2 separate regions of the Danio rerio genome follow, and region 1 is linked to region 2. Evidence: chromatin contacts called from public Micro-C data. All regions are on one chromosome and are shown on one strand. The core of a region is the stretch at or near the end of the contact, and the rest is flanking DNA. Distances in the headings are between cores, read along the strand shown.

Region 1 (6,715 bases), core at 930-3,429, 140 kb after region 2:
GATTCACATTTAACAGTTAAACTCTGCTACGTTCTCATCGACGTTCGCTTTAAGATTTAAAGGGCTAGCATTGCACCAGACCCCCTTAAGTGATTTTGTTTTAAAGTGTAGAATCTATATTTTATGTACATATGCATTAATTTGGTTTTTATACTACTGCACGAAAGTTATTTACACTTAAATACACAGTATTTTGGATACCCCAGCTGGGTATTGAACATTGGTTCATTTTCAGATTTTTCATATGGTTCATAAATGACACGTACAAGTTATAGCTCAAATGAAAGCTCCTGCCAGTGCTCATACAATTCTAGCATTCTTTTTACTGAATTAAATTCACAAATCAAACAGTTGTTGAATGAATCGCGGTGTTTCCATGGCGCAGAAGTAAAAACAAACATTTATGATCAATAAGCAGCTTCAGATAGCACAGACAGCTGTCATCTCTTACCTTATGCTATGCGCTTCAGGGCCATTCTCCTCTGTTTTTGAGGTGATGGGCATAAGTAATCCTTTTATATGTCTGACGTGGTCCAAACACAGTGAATTATGTTTGATCAAACAAAAGAATAGTGAAATATGAAAACCATGATCGATCCCTGTGGCTTGTATAGCACCTCTCATCAGTTGGTATACAATAACTTTTGCATAGATTATGGTAGAGACATTTTTCTTTTTTCCCGATGATTACAGACATGTGCTGGAACCACTAAAATTAATTACAGCAAACCTAGACCACACAGAACCTAAAAGGTACACTTTCAAAGTTGAGTTTATAAAAAATAAATACAAAAAGCGCCTCTTTTTTCAGGTGTTTATTATAACACAGACAAAATTTACAGTTATTTTAAGCACTTGCAATAGTGTTTTATGAAAATTCAAAGGGTTTTCTTTAAATTTATACCATTTTTTTGCATGTGGATTTGAAAAACTTTTAAATTCGGGTAGGCAAAATCCAGGTAGAAATCCCAAAATAGCACTGGAGTTTAAGAGGTTAAGAGCAAGAGGCATCCCCTGATGGTTCGGCGGTATAGGTTGCATATAGGGAGGATTGGCTCTTTAACATGTATTGCCACCCTTTATAGAAAGATTAAAAATATGGGAGAAATACTGGAAAATACCTTTACGCAATGATAGTGGGATAGAACTATAAAATTATGGGAGAATCCCTGGAAATATGGGAGGGTTGATGGGTGTAGAAGCAATTCTTGTGTGGAGGTGGAGTTTAGCCATACTATTATACAATAAAGTAATGCATTCCACATCATTTTGGCAGATTGGCTTCAATATAAGCTGTTTTTAGAGTTTTGAGTTATGAAACCTTTACAGTATAATGCCCGATATGTCAAATGAACAAGGGAATATTGATTTCTTTGTTCCTTAGCACCTTAAATTCTATAAAGACAGAAAAAAACATGGATGAATAAAAATTCAAATAAAGTCTCCAATATTACAGATTTCATTTGACTTTCAGAGGTTTTCACATACACATTTCAGTGTTTGTAAACACATGCGAATGACTCTGTGAGCACACGACTGGATTTGTGATGCATTATTACCTGCGTGCAGAACATGCTGCTAATAAGAGCTTGGCGATGAGGGGCTCACTGAGAAACTCAATTACCTTTTAATTATACAAATGAGATCCTTAGAGGAACTGTGGATCCTGAGGTCTAAGCAGCAGAAAAGCCTGCCGATTAACCCCTGACCCTGAGACAGTGTATAGCATTATTATTCACAAAGGCATGCGCATTCGTAGGATATTCATGAGGAGACTTTGTCTTTTAAATACAATGATTCTTCCAGTAAACATACACATTTTAAATAGAGCTTTTATATAGTTCTTAATGGTGGAATTCAACTCAAAATTGTGCTTTGTCTCCATCAAGTGTTTATTGTGAATTCCAAATTCAATGTTGTCGGGTTCGTATTCAACACGTGACAAGCTAACATTTATTTACTCAACTGGACATTGGTGGTTTAATTCTCAACATGCTCCATAAATCCTTTAGAGTCATTAGAGAGATTTATGTGCTCTTTCTGTCTCTTGGGTCTCGCTCACATTCCAGTGAAATGAGGATTGTGTTGTTACAGGCATTCTTTGGCAGAGAAATGATCATTTCCCGCTCTCAGCTTGTTTTAGTCAGATAACACTCGGATTGGGAGGGTTTCTCCTATTATGTTGTGGACTGTATAGACAGACAGCTTGCAGAGAAATGTGCGTGCTGCTTCAGATTGCTACAATGAAGGTAAGCACTCTTGATTTTTCAACCAGTATCTAAAAAGTTCTGCATTATTTAAGCATGCATTGATTATGCTAACTCCAATGAGGCACTTTAGTGAAACTGTCAAGTTTAATGCAGTTTTACTCAAATGGTATTTTCATTCAGAACTGGTTTATTAGGAGAAAAACTTGTTTGTTCTCAGTGTGTGTTTCTGCATGGAGTTTTTCTTCTCTCACTGCTGTCTTCAGCTCCAATTACACAGTAAGTAACATTTTTGCATTTATTTTACTAAGTCTGTTGCTTTGTCTGTCCTTCCACTGTAGCTTTCCATATTGTTAAGGTTAAAAAGTGAATTTGAGCTTTGTATGAATCTGCTTGACAGCAAAATATATAGGCTGTCATTAAGGCTTACATAAAAAAGTACTCATAATATGAACTTTAATTTGAACACACTCACATGGTGCCATAGATTACATTAATACAATATGTTGAATTGTTCTCTAATATCTAAATAGAAAGTATCTGGGTTATAGGTAAGTGCCAAAATTCTCCAGAAATTGTTTTATTTGCTCATTTGTAACCACGGGAATTACCCATAGATTCAAAAGCTCAGTTTTGACCATATTTGGAACAGTCGTGAATATTAATGAGATATGATCTGATGCTTGCGAAACACTTGCGAAATAATCATACTTCAGTTGTCAAAAATTATTTTTTTAATGGATTTCTTTTTAAATGACATTCTTTGCAACTGAATGGGGTTTATTTTGGCTAGAAGGAATAAGTGAGCTATCTTTATGCCACCAGAGTAACCTAGTTTGCTTCTGAGTTGGAGACTAAATATAGGCTGAATTATAATTAATCCCAACAAAATGGGCAGACAGAGATATATTTTGGAGTTGTATTTTTTGTTTTATATGAAAACACAGGACATTAATATTAATAAACATTACTATGTTCTTCTCTATAAAAATGTGAATTTTATTGGTGCCTCTTTCACTCTAAACAAATAAACAGTAAAAGAAAATCACAGTAAGAGCTGACTGATATGACACAGTGCATAAACATGGATTTAACACTTGTAATGTGTATGTAACAATTTACTTGTGTTTGTCGCTTTTTTGCAACCATTTGCAGCAAATTTCTCACTATACACATTAAACTAACGAAAGATGAAGTTAAACTGACCTTAAAAGTCGAGTAAAGTGCTTTGAAATGTGCATTTTTTAAAAGTTTGGCGTAATCTCAAGTAAAAAATTAAGAGAAGGTGGGACACAGAGTAGGTCCTCCTCTTTAAATACAAAGCCAATTGCTTTTTGTTTGTATCACAGTTTTGCCAGTGAGAATGATTGAACTCAAGCACATCAAATGAAAAGCAAATGAGAAGGGAGCGGGGCATGTCAGATACTAGAGCATTTGATTGGACAAAATTTGATAAGAAACTAAAGTTTGAGGTGACATAAAAATGAAAAGAAAACATTGATCCATTTAGGTGATCTAACTGCACACTGTACATCTTCATTTTGTTTTGATAACACACTAGCTTATATATCCCTTAAGACTGAAATACTGATTCTAACATCTAAAAAACACTATTTTAATTTCATTGGATCTTTAAGCCTCTTTTAGAGGTGAAGGCTGAATAAATTTGTAATCTGCCTTTCCTGAATTCTGTAGTCTGATGATGATGATGATATTGATGTGTTCACTCTATGGCTGCATTACCTTATAGCTTTATAATGCTGGTCACATTTTTAAAATAAGAGTCCCACATACATAGTAAGCTCAGAAATGAAGAGAAAAATATCACTATTGTAGCTAGGAAACCTATTAATGAGCCCTTTTATTGCCAAAGTCTGTATTTTGTTCTTATTGGCCTGTTTTCCATCAGTATTTTACACTCATATTAAAAGGGTGGTGCAGAGTGTATTTTTAAAGCTTGGTTGTGTTTATAATATGTAAAACAATGTGTGCTCATGCTTCATTTTTAATTAGTGACAGTATTTTTTCATATACTTTGATAATATACTGCTATTCAGCTAACATGACACTGACTGTCAAATGTCCTAGTTCCTCTGAAAGCCAGCCCTCAAGAGGCTCTGATTGGTCAGGTAACATAATGTGCTGTGATTGGCTCCACATCACAGAGAAAAGTCACGCCTCTACTAGCAAGCACTTTGTCTCTGCTGTACAAATACTGTCAGTCAGTGTAACTGTTAGCTATATCAGTTTGAGCCTGAATAAGACAGAAAATGACAAGGACACAGCTGAACCTCACACCTGCTCTCTAAAATAATATTTGATAAGTGTCTTTTACTTATAATCAGAGTAAGCATGTGTAAGTAATACAAAACGTTCATATATTTTTGCGAGATCATTATCTGTATGTAGAATACATGGAAAGCAGCTGCATAGAGAGACACTGCATGCGATACAGGTTGTTGGCGTTCACAGGGGTTTGACGGATAAATATGAATTTGTAGCTAAATTGTTGGTGGTGCCAAACAGCATTTCCCATTGTTTACATCCCTGTTTATGTCCTCGCTACAACATACCGTTTATGCTAGAAACTGTGCATGTAATAGATCAATTTTAACAAATAAAAATACTTACAGGTTGTGGCTCACAACCCACAGCTTCTTCTATTATGGTTGGTGCCGCTTCTTCTTTGAGGAGTTTTTAGCAAAATCTAGCACTGAACTGGGAGAGATTCTGGAAGTTGTGCTTTGTCAAATGCTTGCTATATATTCTTTATAATTCTCTGGAACATAATTAAATTAAAATGTAAGCACTTCTCTCTTTTTGTCATGTCCTTTGGAAGACCAAATACAGAAACAAAAGAAGATCTGTGGAAATACCAGTGTTTGCACAGCATTCTGGCTTTTTCTGCTATAACATTACAGCGCCTCTGGCCACGCCCCTTTACCGCACTTGGTGTATGCGTATGGTGAATGCGCGTTACCTGAAGCATTTGTAATCTCATTAGTCTGGATGTTTTTTTTTATTCTTTTTGTAGTCCCCAAACTTTGTTCGCTGTAGTCTTTGCTAAGCTAACTTTGTAAAAGCTAATGTCTCCCTTTGCATTGAACTTTGAGCGTTTTACATTCAGAGATGCTGTTTATGTTCTCACAGCTACATTACACATTAACTAAAGTTTAAAAATGATATTGTAGTTGACCACCTCTTTATTTACATGAGAACGAGGAAACTGTATGTCATTTCCGTGTACTAAATTCTAAATTGAGCTATGCCTAGGTAAATTCAGATGTTCATTCTATGGCACATTTTAAGTTATCTAAATGTTTTGGGTAATTGTAATGAATTGCATAGTTTTTAGCTTGACTGTATTCTGCTGCTGATAACATGCTTTCATTGAGTTGCTCCTGAATCAGTGCAGGGTCACTTAGGTCCATCAGGTCAGCATCTGAACCTGTGCATTGCTTGTGGGGCTCCTGGTCCAGCTGGTCAGCCTGTGATCGCTGCTCCAAAACACAGGTGGGGACAGCGTTGATTTTTTGATCTGCTATTGGATACCATTGTTCATCATTTCTCATCTTTCTTGTGCAATTGTAAATTGTGTAATGATATGTGTGGTGATTGCAGACACAGATCCGCTTCGTAGCAGTCTTCTCTCAGTTTGGCGGTCAGCCTTGCACTGGAAGCTCAACTCGCACACAGACATGCATTTCGACTCAAGTCTGTCCCCTAGAGGAGGGATGCGGAGGACGCTTCCGATGCCAGTCTGGTAATTGTTTTGATATTTTTCTGTTTGTGTGTGTGTGTGTGTGTGTGTACGTGTTTTTGTGACATATCAGGACCTATGTCCTGTAACCTATGTAATGTACCCACTTTTTACAAAAATAAACGTGTGTGTGTGTTTAAAAGTAAATACACCCCAGGTTAATAACAATAATAATAATTACAATAATTCATTCATTTTCTTGTCGGCTTAGTCCTTTGATTAATCCATGGTCGCCACAGTGGAATGAACCTCCAACTTATCCAGCACGTTTTCACGTCTCAGTATCTACATTCAAAACAAACTCTGATATCCGAACCATTGCACTCACATGTACATACTACTACTACTACTACTACTACTACTACTAGTAATAATAATAATAATAATAATAATAATAATAATAATATCTTTTATTTATAGGCGCCTTCCAAAGCACTCAAGGACACCTTACAGCAGATCACAAGCACATCATAAAAATACAAGCAGTAAATATAACAATCAGCATAATATTAAACCAGCAAATCATTAAAAGCTATCCTTAACAAAAATGTATTTGTCTGAGATTTAAAATTGGAAATAGAGTCAACCTGCTGAATGTGCAAATGCATTGAATTCCATAACTTTGGTACTGTACAACTAAAAGTCCTACCACCAAATGACTTTATCTTAAAGTTTGTAACATAAGAATTCAGCTGAAGATAATCTCAGTGAGCACAAAGGAGTGTACAAATGAAGAAGATCAGAAAGA
Region 2 (7,132 bases), core at 1,417-3,916:
ATATGTATGCTGAGCACTGTACATATGTTAAACAACATATTTCACTGATCTCAATTTTTTGAATGGTCTATATATAATATAAATATGTGTTTTATGGTGAATATTATAAAAGGATTTTATATTAAAATACTTTCCATATTTCATTCTGTATATAACATTTTATAAAATATGTAACTAATGATTTAATCAATGTGAGGACACTGTATGATTTTAAGTGCTCATTTATTAACATCTTGCAACCTTACATAATTTATTTACAGTGCAGTATTGCGTTTTACCACAAGGGTGCACTGTTTCCTTTTCCATAAACTGAATACACTCGTTTTGCTTTGGTTGATATTTTTTAAAGGGGCACCAATATGGATGCGATGATGACTTGACAATAGCAGTTTCTAATAATATCTCTGCACTGATTTTTATATCTTCTCATTCTACTTTCACAACATTTCATCATTAGTGCTTCTTAAACAGAGAAAAGAACATCACACTCATAGTAATATTCCACCTCAGCCTTTTCAATTTAAAGCTGGTTTTACAGACTTGCTGTTCTGATGTACAGATGCATGTTCTTTTTCTTTTTTTCTTAATCAGAAAAACAGCCCGAAACTTCAACCAGCCCATGTGCAAGGCAGCCAAGACCACGATTGTGGAGGTAAGCGTTGCAGTTAAAATGCATTATTTTAGATTTAAAAGCTTGTGCATGTGTCATATTATTTATCTTATGAATTCAATTTCCCCCAATGTATATATTTCTTGTCCTGCATTTTATTTCAACATTGTTTCTCACGTAAACAAAACAAATTGTGGGTTTCATCTAGATCTTTGAAGTTTTTCTCCCTCTATTCACTCTTTTTCATTTCCTTTCTACCGAGAGCGCTTTTCAAACACTTGTCTGCATATCAAATATGCTTTTATCTAAGCCTTTGTTCAAAACACGCTGCTACGAACAAAAGACTTATCAAAAGGCATTTTCAGTCCAACGAACTCCCATTAATTAATCTGGTCTTCCAGTATTTCTGTTCTTTCTCATGCAGCCTTGGTTTAAAATGACCACTGATTTATTTATTTTTTTCTAGAACTAGGCTTTATACCACTGGTCAATATTAAAGTAGCAAATTACAAATACTCTCAAACTACTTCAATTGAGTAGTTTTTCTCTGGAATTTTAATTTATTAAGTACTTTTAAAAATGTACTTTCCCTTAAGTACATTTATAGTGCAGTATTGGTACTTTTATCCCACTACTTTGCTTCAAAGTGCAGTCACTACTTTATTTTTTTATTAGAAATCATCAAACCTAAAATCATCCAAATATAATGTTAATGAATCATGTTACATCTTGACGTTGGGTAGATGTCTATGACATCTATCAGACGTTGGATTTTGGTTGCTATACCTGATGAATAAATGTCAGTATTTGACGTCAATATGATGTTTGTTTAAGATGTTGGCTCGACGTTGGATTTTGGTCACTTTGTAACACAAGCTAAAATCAACCAAATATCAACCGCAGCCCATCTCTGGGAAACATCCACACTCACATTCACACACTCACTCATACAATACGTACAATTTAGCCTACCCAATTCACCTGTACCGCATGTCTTTGGACGGTGGGGGAAACCGGAGCACCCGGAGGAAACCCATGTGAAAGCAGGGAGAACATGCAAACTCCACACAAAAATGCCAACTGAGCCGAGGTTCAAACCAGCGACCTTCTTGCTGTGTGGCGACAGCACTACCTACTGCGCCACTGCCTCGCCACCTTTTAATGTTACTTTTTGTAATTTTTTTTTTTTTTTGGTTTGCGATCAATTTATTACTAGCACTATCATCCAATATAAAGTATTTTCCTAGCCAATATGCTATAATTGTCTTTTGCTGCAGTGAAAATATATTAAAAGCATTTTGCTTAATTTCTACATTATTTATCACAAGCATTATATTAAAATGTTTCTGTTAAAGGGACAGTTCATCTCCCTATCATAATTTTGCCATCATATTTACTCACCTTGGATTTTATTGTGAGTTTTTTTCTATTGAACACAAAAAGAAGATATTTTGAAGAATGTTGGAAACCTGTAACCATTGACTTCCATAGTGAAAAGTAACAACTAATATGTAAGTCAATGGTTGCAGGTTTGCCACTTTCTTTAAAATATATTCTTTTGTGTTTAATTACAACAAACATTTTTTAAAGATGTAAGTATGTAATGGTAGAATATCCAGTTTTGGGTGAACTATCCCTTTAATATGTTTTAATGTAACTATAAGCTAACTTGAATGATCAATGAAAAGTTGTAATTTTAACTAATGCTTCTTTTCCTGTAACTACTCTTTACAATCAGTCCACCAATCAATCCATTAGTAGAACAATCATTCACATTTAGCAAGATTTGTGGCTTGCTCTTATTCTTTAATTGTCTTCTGCTGCAATTGTATCGGATGCTATTTGTACATTTCAAGCTTTTATTTGCCTGCTTTTCAGTCTTTATTGTAGCTATGAGCAGATATTAGTGGCCGGTATCATCTGACAATACGGTTATTGCAGTGCCACTAAAGATAAGCTTATCAGTTGACTGAGCGCACAGTAATGGTTTAAGGTCTTTTTCAATGTTTGTGCATCTGGTGATGAAAGCCGTCCTGCTAGGAGAACGAATCAGTCCAATGAGTGCTCAGCAACAGCGTGTATCTTGCGTTCTGCCTCTGTTTGACTGCTTGAGATGTTGTTTGTGGTGGCAGCCCTTCAGATTTCGCAGCAGGGACTCAGGATAAAGATTGACTCATGCCATGCACTGCCATTCCTGTTGTCAGGGGATGAGAACAGAAAACCGCCTTACTAGAGCTGCCTGTCGCATCTGCTTCAAAGAGTTTTTTAGTGGAGGAGGCTATTACAGGCAGTTCACCCAAAAATGAAGATTCTGTTATCGTTTACTCACTATTTACTTGTTTCAAACAAAGAGGTTATTTCTTCTATTGATCACAGAAGATATTTTGAAGAATGCTGAAAACCCGTAATCATTGACCTCCATTTATATTTTTATTTTTTATTCCAGATGCCAATGGTTACAGTTTTTTTTTTATTCTAAATATATTTTTTTAGTGTTTGTAGTTTACCCAAAAATTAAGATTCTGTCATCATTTACTTACTCTTTACTCTTTTTTTTTTTTCAAAGCGTTCTGTCTTTTCTTAAACACCAAAGAAGATATTTTGAAGAATGCTGAAAACCTGTATCTATTGTCTTCCATTGAATTTTTTTTTTACTATGGATGCCAATTGTTACAGGTTTTTAGATTCTTTTTTATTTTAAATATCTTCTCTAGTGTTCGTAGTTTACCCAAAAATGAAGTTTCTGTTATCATTTACTCACTCTTTACTTTTTACTTTTTTTTAAAGATAGAGAGTTTTGTCCTCTGTTGAACAAAAAAAAATGTTTTGAAAAATGTTTAAAACCTTTAACCATTGACTTCCTTAGTATTTTTTTACTATGCATGCGAATAGTTAATTTTTTTATTTATGTATTTATTTAATTTCTAAATATCTTCTTTAGCTCTCATAATTCATCCAAAAAAGATTTTGTTATTATTTACTCACTCTTTACACTTTTTTTCAGTTGAACACAAAAAGAAGATAAATTTGCATTAAGAATGCAACTGTTTACTTCCATTGTTTTTTTTTTTTTTTTAACCATGGATGCAAATGGTTACAGGTTCTTAGATTTTCTTTCTAAATATCTTATTTACTGTTCAACCGAAGGAAAGAAAAAAAAAAAATATATATATATATATATATATATATATATATATATATATATATATATATATATATATATATATATATATATATATATATATATATATATATATATATATATGTGTGTGTGTGTGTGTGTGTGTGTGTGTGTGTGTGTGTGTGTGTGTGTATGTACAGTGTGTGTGTGTATGTGTGTATGTATGTATGTATGTATGTATATGTATATATATATATATATATATATATATATATATATATATATATATATATATATATATATATATATATATATATATATATATATATATATATATATAGTGTGTGTGTGAAGTATCTCTTTAATGTGAATAGTTTCAATTTAAAATTCTCTTTTTCAACAAGGACACGTTCACCTAAACTGAAGTGATGGTAGAGATATTTTTGATATTACACATCGTTTCTGTTTCTAATCATTGCGGTTAAATTTCTATTCATCAGACGTTGATACAAGATAAAGCAGCACAACTGTTTCCAACATTATTAATAGAATCAGCATACTGGAATGATTTCTGAAGGAGAATGTGACACTGGCGACAGGAGTAATGATGCAGAAAATTCAGCTTTGCCATCACATGAATAAATTATAATTTACATTATATTAAAAGATAAATGCTGACGCTGTAAGAGAGTATAAAAACACAAATGACTAAATAGTTTAATTACATTAGCCCACATCCTTAGAACATATATGTTTTTAAAGAAATATATAGCTTTTTTTGGTAATAGCACATTTTATAACCTAGAGTTAGATTAAAAATAGTCAAACTCAATGGTTAAGATCTTGGGGAGATGTAAGATGACCCTTTAAAAAAAAAAAAAAAAAAAATCTGTTCCTTTTAAAAATACCCATAACCCAATGTCACTAATACCAACCCCGACCTGTTTTAGAGCGTAATCTTTTCAGGTCTCATGTTGGATCTCACATTGAATGGTTATTAGATCTAAGTAGACTTGTCATGACCTATTCTCTATCTGCACTGTATGAGCGTGCTTGTAAGGCAGGATCATCACTTAAGGGTTAAATGAAGGAGAAGGGAGCTGATTTCTGCTGAGGACAAACAGAAATTAGATAAACATTTTCTTCAGGCAACTAGTCAGTAATACTTCAGGAAAGCATGTAAATAAACACAAATACATAGTTTGATGTGATTTAATAAGGTTGCATTCACTTTAGAAAAGTACCACAGTAGAGTTTGCTAGATGGTGCGCTTCATATTATTCAATGAACAGAGCTCTGACCTTAAATAAACCCAGGCTAGCGTGAAAGCCTCCTAACAAGCTTATGAAGGACCGTTAGAATGATTCACATCATTGTCTTCACATGCAGGCAACAGCATGAATCTGTGTGGGAAATGACTTTCACATAATATACACAAATCTGAGTCATAACCGCTGTGTTTTCAAAATGCATTTGCTAACTGATTTCTTAAGAAGTGTCAATTAAATTGATTTTTAATTGAATTTAAAATAATTATGTATTGAATCAATATTAAGTGAATAGCAATATTTGCTGAACAATGCTCTGAACAGGTGTCAGCCCTATAATATAGCACTATAATTCAGCAATATTTTAAAGATATTCATCTATGATTAATGAATGATTTGCATCTTGGCAATTGACATTCATGTTAAGTTGTTGAGAAACGCACACACAAAAGGAACAAATGCTTATTTGCATACAGAAATCCATCTTAATGACATGAGATCCGTCAGGATAAGCGACTTGATTCATTACACTGTGTGCTCAATAAGGGTGTTTTTTTGTGTGTGTGTGTCTAATTCCTGATGAGGTAAATATTGTTGCAGACAACACTACACTCAAAACAATCTTGAGGCCTAAAAAAATAAGATTTATTTATTCTGTATTCTTACATATAATATTTCCACCCATATACTTTTAATGTAATTGAACTAGAAACATTTAAGAACATGATTTACGTTATAGTATCAATGTGTTTGAAATTCTACTTATTAATTTAAAACACGTTGAATTTAATCTGTTGTGTGGATTATGTAGTTATCAATTTTGCCTCTAAATATTAATATAAGTGAAGCAATCTCATATAATTTAACTATTTGTATCTTGCTTTTTCTACAGCAAGATTTATTTATACCATTTTCATTTATTTATACCAGATTAAATCTGGTGCACGGCATGGTGGCTCAGGGGTTAGCACTGTCGCCTCACAGTAAGAAGGCTGCTGGTTCGAGTCCTGGCTGGGTCAGTTGGCGTTTCTGTGTGGAGTTTGCGTGTTCTCCCCATGTTCACGTGTGTTTCCTCCCAGATGCTCTGGTTTCCCCCATAAGATAAGATATGCGCTATGGATGAATTGAATAAACAAAATTGGCCGTAGTGTATGAGTGTGTCTGTAAATGAGTGTGTATGCGTGTTCCCAGTAGGGGATTCTGGAAGGGCATCTGCTGTGTAAAACATGATCTGGAATAGTTGGCGGTTCATTCTGCTGTGGCAACCTCTGAAATGGAGACAAAGCTGAAGGAAAATGAATGAAAACGAACCAACAAAAAACATTGAAGCTATCCTATAAGTATAGTGAATGGAAATTTAGATGATTCGAATATAATTCAAATGTTACATATTGATTCCCTAACATAATTCACAAACACATGCAAACGGTGACATCTCGAAAAAGACAACACCATAATGCATATTTGAAATCATAAAAGACTGTTAAGATTAATTTCAGTCAGACAGTCAGGCATTTTCTGCCTGTGCAGCCCTCTGTTATTGTGAGGATAACTTTGTGGCTATGAGCATTTATTAATTTGATGTAAACGCTGGATTCTTATTACAAGCTGGCAATATTCTCTTCATAAATGCTTCAACATGTGATGTCAACAAACACGCAGGTATGCTTTTATTTTTCTTTGTTTTTTTTTTCTATTGGCTGTACTTAAAACTTTAAAACTTTAAGTTTTTCTGTCATATTGGTCCTAAATACAAGAGAATTTAACTTTAACAGAAACTTTTTTTATTTGCTTATCACAAATACAACAGAACCTTGCTAAAAAAAAATGTCATCTCAGTCTGCATGATCTTCATGTTGAAGTGAATCACCAAAATAATGAATCTGATACAGAAAAATAATGAATAATGAACAAAGTCTACATATAGTCCTGCTGATTTCTTTAATGTTTTGCTTTTAGATCATTATAATATTAAATAATATTGATGCGTTTTTGTAAAGTTTTAAAGATGTTTGTGGAGGAATGATGCAATGATGTGTCTCGGACTGTTATTCCAACGCAATCTCATGGCAATTCGTAACTTTTTGATTTAGTGATTAATTCGTATGAATTTAAACAATTTCATTTGTACAA

The links. Hi-C and Micro-C count contacts between places; a contact is called where the count stands out from the background.
Region 1: a contact with region 2 is called in a Micro-C map of caudal fin, with 3 times the contacts expected there. The contact joins the promoter of c7a here to the enhancer-like site in region 2. A contact is called at or near these places in 3 of 18 Hi-C or Micro-C datasets (caudal fin, skeletal muscle and an unstated tissue).

The regions. Positions count from the first base shown.
Region 1 is chr8:33,963,520-33,970,234 of GRCz12tu, forward strand. It overlaps c7a (complement component 7a), which reads left to right and starts at 2,180. Exons shown (of 19, transcript XR_012384448.1): 1 at 2,180-2,249; 2 at 2,428-2,486; 3 at 5,618-5,720; 4 at 5,829-5,970.
Region 2 is chr8:33,827,650-33,834,781 of GRCz12tu, forward strand. oxct1a (3-oxoacid CoA transferase 1a) reads left to right here. Exons shown (of 17, transcript NM_001007291.1): 7 at 592-652. Among named protein-coding and RNA genes, the nearest start is that of oxct1a, 21 kb to the left of the region's middle. Within about 2 kb of position 2,667, at least 4 of the 62 cell types and tissues checked have an H3K27ac peak or open chromatin away from gene starts, as enhancers often do.